Linked DNA regions of Rattus norvegicus: region 2 is linked to region 1. The links are chromatin contacts, called in public Hi-C maps. All regions are on one chromosome and are shown on one strand. The core of a region is the stretch at or near the end of the contact, and the rest is flanking DNA. Distances in the headings are between cores, read along the strand shown. Region 1 has its middle 28 kb from the start of Ptpn1. Region 2 overlaps Ripor3 (RIPOR family member 3).

The links. A called contact is a pair of places that touch in the nucleus more often than the background predicts.
Region 2: a contact with region 1 is called in a Hi-C map of liver, with 7 times the contacts expected there. The contact joins two enhancer-like sites. A contact is called at or near these places in 6 of 12 Hi-C or Micro-C datasets (the A7r5 cell line, Schwann cells, hepatocytes and 2 more).

The regions. Positions count from the first base shown.
Region 1 is chr3:177,026,726-177,032,667 of GRCr8, forward strand. No RefSeq gene overlaps it. Among named protein-coding and RNA genes, the nearest start is that of Ptpn1, 28 kb to the right of the region's middle. Within about 2 kb of position 2,541, at least 8 of the 93 cell types and tissues checked have an H3K27ac peak or open chromatin away from gene starts, as enhancers often do. A contact at or near this core is called in liver, where this site is marked.
Region 2 is chr3:177,106,843-177,112,784 of GRCr8, forward strand. Ripor3 (RIPOR family member 3) reads right to left here. Exons shown (of 22, transcript XM_006235650.5): 15 at 5,638-5,761; 16 at 5,077-5,212; 17 at 4,505-4,666; 18 at 3,746-3,907; 19 at 3,058-3,260; 20 at 2,780-2,863; 21 at 1,506-1,596; 22 at 1-1,148. The coding sequence ends at 1,051. Among named protein-coding and RNA genes, the nearest start is that of Ptpn1, 52 kb to the left of the region's middle. Within about 2 kb of position 2,824, at least 4 of the 93 cell types and tissues checked have an H3K27ac peak or open chromatin away from gene starts, as enhancers often do. A contact at or near this core is called in liver, where this site is marked.

The DNA.
Region 1 (5,942 bases), core at 1,291-3,790:
CTTTGTCAGTTTAGTCCTGTGGAGAAAAGTCTTAGGGTCATCTAGAGAAAGCCACCAGGCGGGGTCCCCAAGTCTCAGCCGCTTTTCAGAGTCACTGTCTGGCATTACAAGTCCCCAGGGCCCTGCCCAGGCAGACTGGACAGCAGCAGCCACATACGGGCACCTTTGGAAAACAGCTCCTGGGAGTTTAGCCAGTTTTGCAGAACCAGATGGATTCTGGTGAACTGTCATTTTAAAAGCCCTCCCACCAGGCCAGCTGTGCAGCTTTGAGTGGGTTACTTAACCTATCCCTATCAGTACTCGATAAAATAAGGACAACCACAGCGCCTACGTCTGTGGGGAGACTGGCTTATTTCCCACCTTCTCAGGACAGAGAAGATGGGCGAATTTGGGTGACCGTTTGAAAAAGGAGACAAGGACTTCCTGGGGAGCCACTGATCCCCTGTGCTGCATGAGCCCAGATCAGGACGGGATGAGTGGAAGAGGACTGGCGTAGTTCCTCCACACGCACATGAGCATGTGCACAGCGGCGTGTACATAGTTCCTTAACCAGCGTTCTCGAGGCTCCGGCCTACTGGGCCCTCGTAGGAGGATTTGCCCGGTGTGGCTTTCCTAGTTCCGTTTCTGTTACCGAGATAAGGTATCAGAAAGCAACCTGAGGTTCCAAATTACAGCCCATAATATCAGGGCAGTTCCCAGGGCGGGAGCTTGAAGCAGCTAGTCGCATCACAGTCGGGGGCAGAGCAGATGACCGCATGCATGCTGCACGGTTGTTTGCTTGTTTGTGCCCCCGCAGCGGGCTGGGTCTTCCCACGTCGGCGAATGTAATTAACATAGTTAAGGCAGCCCCCACAGACGTGTCCACAGGCCTTCACCATATAGACAGTAAGTACTTCATTCACTGTGGTTCTCTTCCCAGAGGATCGTGGGTTGTGGTACGATACTCTGCTTCATGTGGTGGCTAAATCCTCCGGAGTGCCCAAAGCCTGAAAGTGGGCAAGCAAAGAAAACCCACGAGGAGAGGCTGCAGCCATGCAGACGCTTCGAGGGCAAGGAGGTAGGGTCACCCACGTTCCTGTAAGAAACTCTCACCCATGCTCTGGAAGGAGTCACTCACATTCCTGTAAAAGTCCCTCGCCCCAGCACCCGGCAGTTCACCAAGATAGACTTGGATAGATTGGTTCTTGGTCTGCCCCCCTTACCCTATTAGGGTAGCCCCAATTATCTTCTCCCTAGGGACAGCTTTGCTCGGGGGTGGGGAGTGGGGTGGGGAGAAGTAGGGGGATCTGTAAACAAAACAATCAAATTTAAAAACAAAATGTTTAACAGGAAAGAAAAAACTTCCGAAATGAGAAACATTTCACAACTAATAAAGGAGAGAGGATACCACACCTTCTGATGCACGAAATCCCACTGGGCAAGCCTGTGCCACTCAGGGATGGGAGACGTTGAACAAGTTCAGGCCTTCGTGACAAAATGCCTCCTTCCCCAAGGAGCATTTGGGAGGTGACATTAAACTATTAAACTGAGCACGTCCTTGGCCAAGACCCTGGCAGCCCTGCTTCTAGAACTTACCTCCTTGCACCTTTACACATATATGCATCAAATTTGAGACTAGTCACGGCCGTAATTTTTTTAATTTACATTTATGTATCTGAGGGGGGGGGGCTGCACATTCAATGGCGAGTGTAGTGTGGTCAGGGGGCAACTTGCAGGAATCAGCTTTCACCGAGTGAGCCTCAGGAATCAAACTCCAGGTCATCAGGCTTTTGGACAAATTTCTTTACCCACTGAGCCGCCTCGCTGTCCCTCAGAGAGTTCTGAACAGCAAGGTTGCAGGATCAGGTGGCCATGAGTGGAGAGCGAGTGCAGAATAACAGAGCTTTATGACACAGGACAGTGCGGGGAGGGTATAAAGGAGTGTGCCGTGTGAACCAGTCAGCAGACCTGTGCAGTGCCCGGGCCTCAGGAAGCAGCAAGGAGTCAGGTGCAGAGCCACACTGAGCATAGACAATCCACAGCCTCCTGAGTGGTGGGAAGATTGAGGTGTGTGTGTGTGTGTGTGTGTGTGTGCATCGAGCATCCCTGCTGAGGACACCAGGCAGGGCCAGTGGGAGCGGGCATGCACAAAGGACTCCGCCCCCTGAGGTAACTGAAGAGTGTTGTATTTCAGAACCCAAGAGGGAGCCCGGGGAGCGATGACAGGCAGCAGGTGGCTGCCAGATGCATCAGAGCCCTGCGGACCACCATTGAGGACCTGGTGTCCAGGCCAAGCGTGGGAAAGCATTCAAAAGATGACGACTGGTTCTCATTCCAGAAGCATCTTGCTGCCACGTGCAGAGAGTCATGGAGGAGGCAGGAGGAAGCTGTGATGGCTTCAGGGGACAGGAGGAGGTCCAGTGAGATCCAGCCAGGGAGGCAATCACAGCAGGACAAGGCTCGTAAGACAGCCACAGGGCCACCAGCCCTGGTACAGCGTGACTAGGGACATACTCACCTAGCTGTGGCCTCAAAGATCGGAGAAAGGAACCCACGATTAACCCATGCCCAGGCCATCGACCAGATGCTGACATCAGTAAGTACACACACGAGGGCAGCTGGACCAGAGCAGGCAGGGGAACTGATAAGAACAGATTCCACTGCATAAACAAGACAGATGGTGGGGGATCCCAGCTCCAGTTCCTGCCTGTCCTAAAACGCAGACCTACGAACACCAGGGGTCAGGTCGGAATGCTCACAGCAGCGTCCTCGAGGAGCCCCGTCTGCCTGTCCTTGTGAGCCACCTACAGCACTATAGTTCATCTACAGTGAACACAGCCCAGCAGTTCATCTTAGTGAACGCATTCTTTACACGCGCACGCAGGCATGCACACGCGCACACACACACGCACACGTGCAAAGCATGTACATACATCCTGTAATTCCTAAGACGTCTTGCGCGTCTCGTGTCCCTCAGCACCCATTTCCTCACAGTGTATATGTACACATGCACACAAATTAAGACAGTGCCAGTGCGGTGCCAAACCTCCCACCCAACACATCCCTCAAGCCTCCGTGGAGCACACACTGTGCTATTCTGAGAGGTTCTGGAAAAAGTGAAAACTTCACATTGGGTAGTAGACAACAGTCAGGGAGGCGTCCCCAGGCGGGAAAGGGGAGAACGGAGAATTTTCCCAGCGTTAGTACTGTTCTATCTATAGATCTGGGTGAGGTGTTTTATTTTCTAAACGTGTGCGTGTGCGTGTGCGTGTGTGTCCTCAGAGGCCGGAGGTAGTAGGTCCCCTGAAGCTGGAGTTACAGGTAGTCTGAGCTGCCTGACGCCGCCGGTTCTAGGAACTGAACATGAGTGCAGAACGACAGAGCTTCGGACAGTGGGGAGAGCATTGAAAGGAGAGTGCTGTGTGAACCGGGCAGCAGACCTGCGCTGTGCCTGGTGTGCACTCTTCCTTCTAGACGAGAAATACATAGTCTTGACCCTTGAAATGCTCTTCCTGTCTGTAAAGCACTTCATATTCTTTACAGTGGTGCTACTTGACAATAAAACAGGAGGTCTAAGGTGGTTGGACACCTACCCCGATCGCGTATTCGCGTAAGGCTCCGCACTCAGTCTCTAGCAATGCAGGAGAGGTGGGGTCATTTCCTCTAAGCCTCACCCAAGGTTTCTTTAAAATGATGTCTTGAGGGGTTGGGGATTTAGCTCAGTGGTAGAGCGCTTGCCTAGCAAGCGCAAGGCCCTGGGTTCGGTCCCCAGCTCCGAAAAAAAGAACCAAAAAAACAAAAAACAAAAAAACAAAAAAACAACAACAAAAAAAGTCTACTCCTGTAGAGGGCCTACCCAGCACCGCCATAGCAGCTCACAACCGGCTGTGACTCCAGTTCCAGGTGATCTGACGCCCTCTTGTGGCCTCTACGGGTACTGCACACACTGTAAACACGTGCGTGCAGACAAAACACCCCCCCCCCATACACACACACTAATAATAATGAAACGATATTTTGGCAACTGAATCTACATGGTCTCTGTTCTCAAGATCATCAAGTCAAACCATTTCAGCCTGTGGCTGGCACAACATAGTACTTGGAATGACTGCCGTGCCAGTGCCTGGGAGGCGGAGACAGGAAGATCAGAAGTTCAAGGTTAGGGCCAGCCTGGACTACAAGAGACTCTGTCTCAGAACAAAAATGGCCAGACTAAGAAAATGCACACTGTGTAACCTGAGGCCCAAGAGAGAGAGAGAGCGGGCTCACCCTGGTGTGAGGGGGTAGAGTCAGGGCAAGCGCATCCTAGAAGAAACAGAACTCACCCCTGAGAAATAATACTTAACCCCAGCTGTAGTGGCCTCACAGAGCCAAATGCGCCAGAGATGGACCCAGACCTGCCTCCATGGGGACACACACCAGGACTGAGCATGATGATTCCCAACCTCTGTGGCTGCCTTAAGTTGTAATGCCCTGCAGGGTATGGTTTCTCTGCATAGATGAAAATGACCTCTCCCAGGCCTTCAGAATATTATCTTCAGGGCTGCCGGCCACTGATCTCCATGTAGAAACAACAGGAAACAGAGTTTTCCTCTTCCTCACCCCCAGGACAGAGCTGACTGACAGACCTTGGGAAGAGCAGGAATGGGTGGGTGTGTCCACACTCAAGCAGGTGCCGGAAGGCTTAGGTGTCAGATCCCCTGGGGCTGGAGTTACAGGTGGTTGGGAATCATTCCCACCCGCTTGGATCACAACCTCAGGTCCTCTGTAGGAGCCGCTCAGCCTCAGCCTCCACCTTACTTACCTTTGAGACAGTCTTTCACCGAACCAGAGCTCACTGACTGCTGGACTGGCTGGCCACAGATCCATCCACACAGGCCCACAACCATAACTCCCATTTCGCACCGGTACTAGAGATCCAAAGGTCCTTGAGATTGTGAGACAATTGCTGGACGGATGCGGCCATCCTCCTAGCCCTAGATTTCTTATTGTACTGTGGTAGAGGTGTTGGAAAAGAACCCCCAAGGCCTTCTATGCTGGCCATGCACTCTCCTGCTAAGCCACATTTCCGCCCAGCCCCCACCCCACCCTCACCCCCAACCCCCGCCCCCGACTGGGGAATTCTATTGCTCTATTGCTCGGCCATACTCGACCCCAAGCACACACACCCCCTTAACTTTTTAAACCTCAGCCTTCAGTTGTTATCCTGTCTGCTGAATAGTAGAAAAGAAACATTAAAGAATTGTTTTTATTCACCCAAACGCTAGCCAGATGTTGGGCAAATTTTTCCTTAGTTTCTTGGGGAAAACTGGATCTCTCCAGAAGCCAGCAGGGAGGGACCAACAGAGCACCCTTGACACTGAACTTGACACTGAAAAGAGCGTCTGTGTCCTGGGAGTTGGGGAGTGGCCTGGGGGCGGGGGACGACTGCAGAACCCTGGCAGGTTCAGGCTTCTCACCCAAGATTGAGCGAGCACAGAGGTCCTTGACCCCAGCACCACCCAACCAGCTTGGATGCCAGCAGTACGTGGTCCAGAGATAAAGGGAGAGCTCAGCGCGGAGGGCTCCCCACAACGAGGCCAGCAGGCAAGTATAAGGCCCATGCTACCACAACCCCGGGATAGGGAGCAACCAGGCCTTCGCCCCTAGTTGAAAGCCCCTCACAGACCTTAGACTGAAAGGCAGAGTTCAGAGCTAGGACAAGACTGCAGAGATCTGAAGGAGTTGGAATCCGGGAGACAGTGGACCCTCTCTTGTCCGCCGACTTGCGTGCACATCAGCACCTGCGTGGGGGTCAGAGGACAGCCTTAGTTCTCCCTTCAGCCTTGTTTAAGAGTCTCCTGTTCGCTGCTGCGCGCTCCAGGCTTTCTGGGCCAAGAGCCTCCCTAGACTGGTCCGTTTACCTCCCCTCTGCCCACGGCAGAACAGACTTGCTCGTTTGCAACATTTTTACATTGATTCTG
Region 2 (5,942 bases), core at 1,574-4,073, 80 kb after region 1:
AGTGGAAGATGTCACTGCAGAAAGCACAGCTCTGTACCCTTCGGGTTCACAGGTGGCTTGTGCATCAGGTGGTCCCCGCTTGGGTCCTGGCCACAGAACTGTGAGTGCTGTGGCTGCTCTCACAACCAAAGGCTTCAGGTATGAAAATGACTCTGAGAGTTACCAGTGTGGAAAGCTGACTAATAGTGACTGGGATAAATCCAGTGCAGTGAAGGCTTGACAAAGGCCTGGGGTGTCCCCAAATGCCCCCAGAAGAGGGCAGCCTACCATGAGTCAGGCATGAAGAATATAGGAAGGATCCCCAGTGGGCCTGCCGCCCCTCCCATGTTAAGGCTCTACGGATACAACATTCTCTACTTGGGGCAGTAAGGTGGCCATACGCCAGAGTTTGTAATTGAGATTTCAGAGAATGGACATGAACAAGGCAAATAAATACCAAGTCAGCACACATGGTCCACAGGGACCTAAGTGAGAGATGACTATGTCAGCCCTGAGAACCCCCTCGTGGGCATCTCAGACGCCAGCGTGGAGTGCTCTATTCACTTAAGTAGGAAACCCCTCGTGGGTATCTAACCCATCATGAGTCTCCCCAGCCGCTGCAGTGAAAACCTCCTCAGGTCTGAGCATTCATCCAAGGGCCCAGGCTGCCATGGAAGTGGACCTGCCTACTGGGAAGCTGCCACAGCCCTGTTTGTCAGACCAGTTCTGTCCCAGCTGAGGGTATGCAGGGAGCTCATACCCCATGCATGTCTGTCACCTTGCCCTGGATCCTCGATCCTCAAGACAGTGCCTGGCACTGTACCCCAGGATGGCAAAAACAGCATTTGGCGGAGGCCACAGCCTTAGAGGTCCCACATACCACTTGTGCCTGCTCTGTGAGTACATGACTGTTATCCCTGCGCTGAGGACCCAGTCTCAGGTAACTGTCCTGACCAGCTCACACTTGGGAGGGAGTGGCTTGGATGCTCCATCCAAATCCTGGGCACTGTGGAGGCCAGGCAGCATGAAAGGAAGAAAGAGGCCAGATTTGAGCTCATCGAGCACGGCTTCTTAAAAAATTGTGATCTCAACATCCGCTTCCTGACAGAAGGCTTCTTGTTCTGCGTGTAGTTTGTCCATCTTCTCAAAAGCTAGGCGGCCTTTCTCACCTGGAATGCAGAGGTGTTTGTCACTGGCTTGTCACCATCTTGGTGTCTCTAGAGGAGTAGGGCAGTAGTGCTTGGGGGGGTCCCTTGCTCCTGCTGATGACTGAGCAGGAACAGTCTCCAATGATGGAGACCTGGGCTCTAGCCTGACTTTGCCCTGCCCTCCATTTGCCAAGAGCCATAAAATGCAAAAGAGTTACATCCTGGCGACCAGCCTGCTGTGAAGGTAGCCTGCCCTGGCCAGGGGCTGCTCAGCATAGGATGGCCTGCAGCAGGGTCCCTAGCAGCCTGGTACTGACAGCTGAGGTGGCCTCAACCCTCTCCACTAGAACCTTGGGGACCCACTGGGCTACACTTTACCAAACGACAGTGTTGCTTCCCGTGCTGCGGCTCGCACGGCCTCCAGGTCAGACTGACATAGACTGACAATCTGTTCAATGCTTTCAACGCCCTGTAAGGTCAGGAGAAAAAGGGAGGGCTTAAGCAGCAGACAGACCTACCTCACTGTTGTCCCTGCAGTGCCAAACCCAGCATGTCCTCAAGGCCCTTCAGCACTTTAGGAAGTCTCTTCCCACCCCAGTGCAGGCCTGCAAGCAAGGCCACCAGCAGCAGCTCTGTGAACACCATCTAACAACCCAGCTGCCGTCTGGGACTTGCTAACTGGAACTCTCCTCTTCTTGGAGAACCAGAGCCTGATTGCCACACTCAGGGCTCCCACAAGACTTCTGACTCCTTCACCTAGCACCTGAGTCTCACCAGCCTCTGAGGACCTTTTGGGACATCACTGAGCAAGTGAAGTCACTGGGTTCCCTCTACACTGAGCTAGCTCCCACATAGAAGTAGGTAACAAGTTTATACAAAGGCAGAGGCAGATTCCCAGCATGGGAGTGCAGGGAGAAAATGGGGAAGGCAGGGCTCACAGGCCTTGAAGCCCACATGTCTCCAGTCCCAGAAGTTAAGCTGGAGCCCAGATTTATTTTATTTATTAATATATATAAGCACACTGTAGCTGTCTTCAGACACACCAGAGGAAGGCATCAGATCTCATTACAGATGGCTGTGAGCCACCATGTGGTTGCTGGGATTTGAACTCAGGACCTCTGGAAGAGCAGTCAGTGCTCTCTCCAGCCCCCCAGGATGGCTTTTAACAAACCTATTCACATAGTGAATAGGGTTTTTTGTTTGTTTTTGTTTTGTTTTGTTTTGAGATAGGGTCTCACCATTTGGCCTAAGCTGGCCTGGATCACAGGTATGTGCCAATACACCTGGATTTGTTTTCAGTGCACGAAAACTACTTTTGTGTGTGCGTGTGTGACCCTGAAGAGATTAGACATGTGCATGCGCGCGCGCACACACACACACACACACACACCTCCACACACAATGGACAAAACCAGAGCGAACAGGTGCTGTCTGCATTCCTGTTCAACTGGAGAGGAAGTCCTTTGGTGTGGGGACCTCTGCTGTTGGAGTCTGAGAGCTGGACGTTACTTGAAGTCCTCTTGCTGCTGGTGAAACCCTTTACCGCCCCACCATCCCATCCCTTGTCCCAGTGAAAACATTTCAAGCTGTTGCTGCTGTTTTGGCCCTCACCACTGATGGCCTCCTGTCACTCCTGAGGACAAGGAACTCACCCCGAGCTGCTGCAGAGCCATGCACGCCGCCTGCTGGAGCTTGGAGTCACTGTCATTTAAGGCATTGGTGTAGTATAGCAGGGCCTGAGGAAGAAGACCAGGATTGGACAGAGCTGGCATGACAGAGTGGGCAGGGCAGGCATAGGTCCCCAGCTGGGTAGAGCACTCTGCATACGCCCCAGTGACCCAGACTCAGCCCTTCTCCAAGCAAAGCTTGGGGTGAGACCTGTCAATCTGCCCAGCTGTATTGTCAGGTGGATTACCCCAAGATTGATCACCTTTTCCCGGAAGCGCTTGTTCCTGGCCGCGCTGGCCAGTCGCATTCTGGCAGCCCTGCACAGCCTCGGGGGTCCGTCCAGCTGCAGCCGGGCCCAGGCTTGAAGCGTCTGGGGCAATGGCTGCAGCTGGCTTAGACGCTTCCCGTGCAGCTTCCTCAGGGCCTTGGCTGGGCCCGCACAGTTCAGTTCCTCAATGAGAGTAACTGGAAGACAGGAAGAGGCAGGTGCTGTTGGTTGAGGCTTAGCCACTTCAGTCACATAGGGAACTCCAAGGCGGGCATCACCACGTCCCGACAAACATTTCCAAAAGTGGGTCAGACACGCCTTACAAATGAGCAGAACCACAGGCTGGCCTTGGCACAATGGTATACACCTGTAATCCTAGCACTTGGGAGGCTGAGGCATGAGGATGGTGAGATTGAGGTTGGTCTGTGCTACATAGTGAGACCCTGATTCAAAAAGAAACCAGAATAAGCCCAGGCGTCTAGGCTGCCTCCTCTCTCTGGAGCTGTTCTGGACCGTTCACCTCCCTCTCTTAATTTCCACCATAGCAGGCTGTGTTGTCACTCGATCTGATCTCAGTTTTGACAGAGGGAGAGTTACAGGGGCTCCCGAGTTGTGGCCCAAACCAGAGTGGGACAGGGTATGCTGTAACTCGCTTCCAGATTGCCACGCCACCAGGCCCTACCTTCCTTGGTGAGCTGAGTGAGGTGTTTCTCCAAGTCAGAGATGTTCTGCCGCTGCAGGTAGCTGTGGAACTGGAACCAGGTGACCACCTGCTCGTCCTGGAGCCCTGCTGTGACAAATAGCCCGCCACAGCCCAGCACCTGCTCCAGGAGCCTGCGACACACTGACAGAGAAGGGCCGTGAGCGGAGCCGAGGCCTCTCAATAAATAGGTCTGTGTCCGATGAAAGGGACTCAGGGAAAGGGGAGCCCAGGGGAGCCCCCTTAGAGCAGGCAGACTCCTGGTTCTAGAACCTTCCCTAGCCCAGAAGTTGGTAGCACTTGCCAATAAGGTTCAATTTGACTCAACTCTAACCCCTTTCCTATCTTTTCGTTCTTTATTTGACAAGGAAAAGGGGCATGCCAGCTAGCCACCAACCACCACAGTGGGCTCTGAACCCCAGGGCCGGAGCCTTGGAAACACACATGGTAACCAGCAGTCCAGAGAGTGGGATGAGCTTCCAGACTTCAGACGCTGCTTGCTCACCCCACAGGAAGTGCTACAGCTGCCTTCAGGAAGTGTCCAGCCTGATATCAGGACTCCTAGATGGCACATGCTTGCCCCCCTCCCTCTAAGAACCCTCGAAGGCTTGGTGGAAGGCACAGGGATTCACAGCCTGCTTTCCCAGGGGCAAGGCAGCGAAGATGCACAGAGATAGGACCCCAGCTGCAGCACTGCCGTTCCCCCCTCTACCCCCTGGGATCGGGCAAGGAGGGCACTACCTATTTCCAGCTGGCCCGGGTACTTTCCTCGGACGCGATGTAGGAATGTCTTCTTGAGCTGGCTCAGGAGTGTGGAGGCAGGGCAGGCCAGGACTCCACCAGGCTGTGTGCATCCCTGCCACAGTGCCAGGCCACCCTTCCTTTGAGATGCCTGTGGGATGACTGAGAGCCAGCAGCTGCTCAGCAGCCTGGGCAGGAGCAATCAGGAGCACCAGAAACCCCTCCACGAGGACCCAAGGTTGGAAGTGAGGCCAGGAGACCCAATACAGGGACCTCCTCTCAGGCCCGTGTCACCCCAAGGAATGGTCTTGGCTCCAAGCATCTTCCTAGTGCCTGCTCACAAGATCAGTCACTCACTGCCATCCTGACTAGGAGACTGGACTCCCCAGACAGGTCCTCAGAACCGAGGTGACAGCCATTGCTCAGAGGGGGCACCAGCGTGTGGGTGGGACTGGCTTCAGTGAACCAGCAGTGGCTTTGCCAGTATACAAATGTGCAAGCCCATGTAATCTGCCCATCAGTGGGAGAGGGAGGGAGGCAAGGCCTTGGGCGTGTGCCCGGTGGATACTTACTCTCTTCAACCGACTTGGCCTTGCTGACCTGCTCAAGGTCAAGGTCTGAAAGCACTTCCAGAACCTGTCTTTGCTGCACCGCTTCCTCCAGGAGGCAATCCTGCACCATCCTTGACAAATTAGGGGAGGCCAGTTTCTAGAATCAGCGAGAAACTCAGGTCACCCTACAAGTACATCTCTGCCCACAACCACTCATAGCTGTCCTGTCCTGGAGGAAGCTTCTAGACCATGACCGAAACTCCTTCTCTTCACTAAGCTGAGCTGCCAGGGTCAACCCACCCAAGTCGAGCCAGACATCACAAAGCAGTGGAAAGATGGCTGGCATCTGATCTCAGGGCCTTCACACCCCCGGGAGCAGCACGGCCTGAGGCCCACCTCGATACTTCCTGAGATCGGGCCAATCTGGATCGATGCTGTACATCAGAACCACCCACTTGGTTTCAGGGTTCGGCTCCTGTCACAGAGCCCCCATGACTCTCAGGGTAGGTTCCTGTCACCTGACTGAGGCGTTTCGCTGCCTTTGGACCCAGCCCCCACCCTGGCCAGGCCCCACCCAGACACCTGAAGCAAGGCTTTGCAGACTTGAAGGTGGACAGTAAGCAGTGTGTCCAGCTCAGGGGTACCGGCTGTGAGTTCGCTAGGCGAGACCTTCAGTGATGGCCGTGGAGGTGGGGGGCTGTCCCTCCTGAGAGACAAAAGAACTGAGTGACCATTAGATTAGCCAAGGGATTCCTTTCCTGTCACCTCCCCCCACCTCAGCTCCAGATCAGAGACTGGGCTCCTCAATAAGAACGAGAGAGAGAGAGAGAGAGAGAGAGAGAGAGAGAGAGAGAGAGAGAGAGAGAGAACAGGACATCGAACAGAAG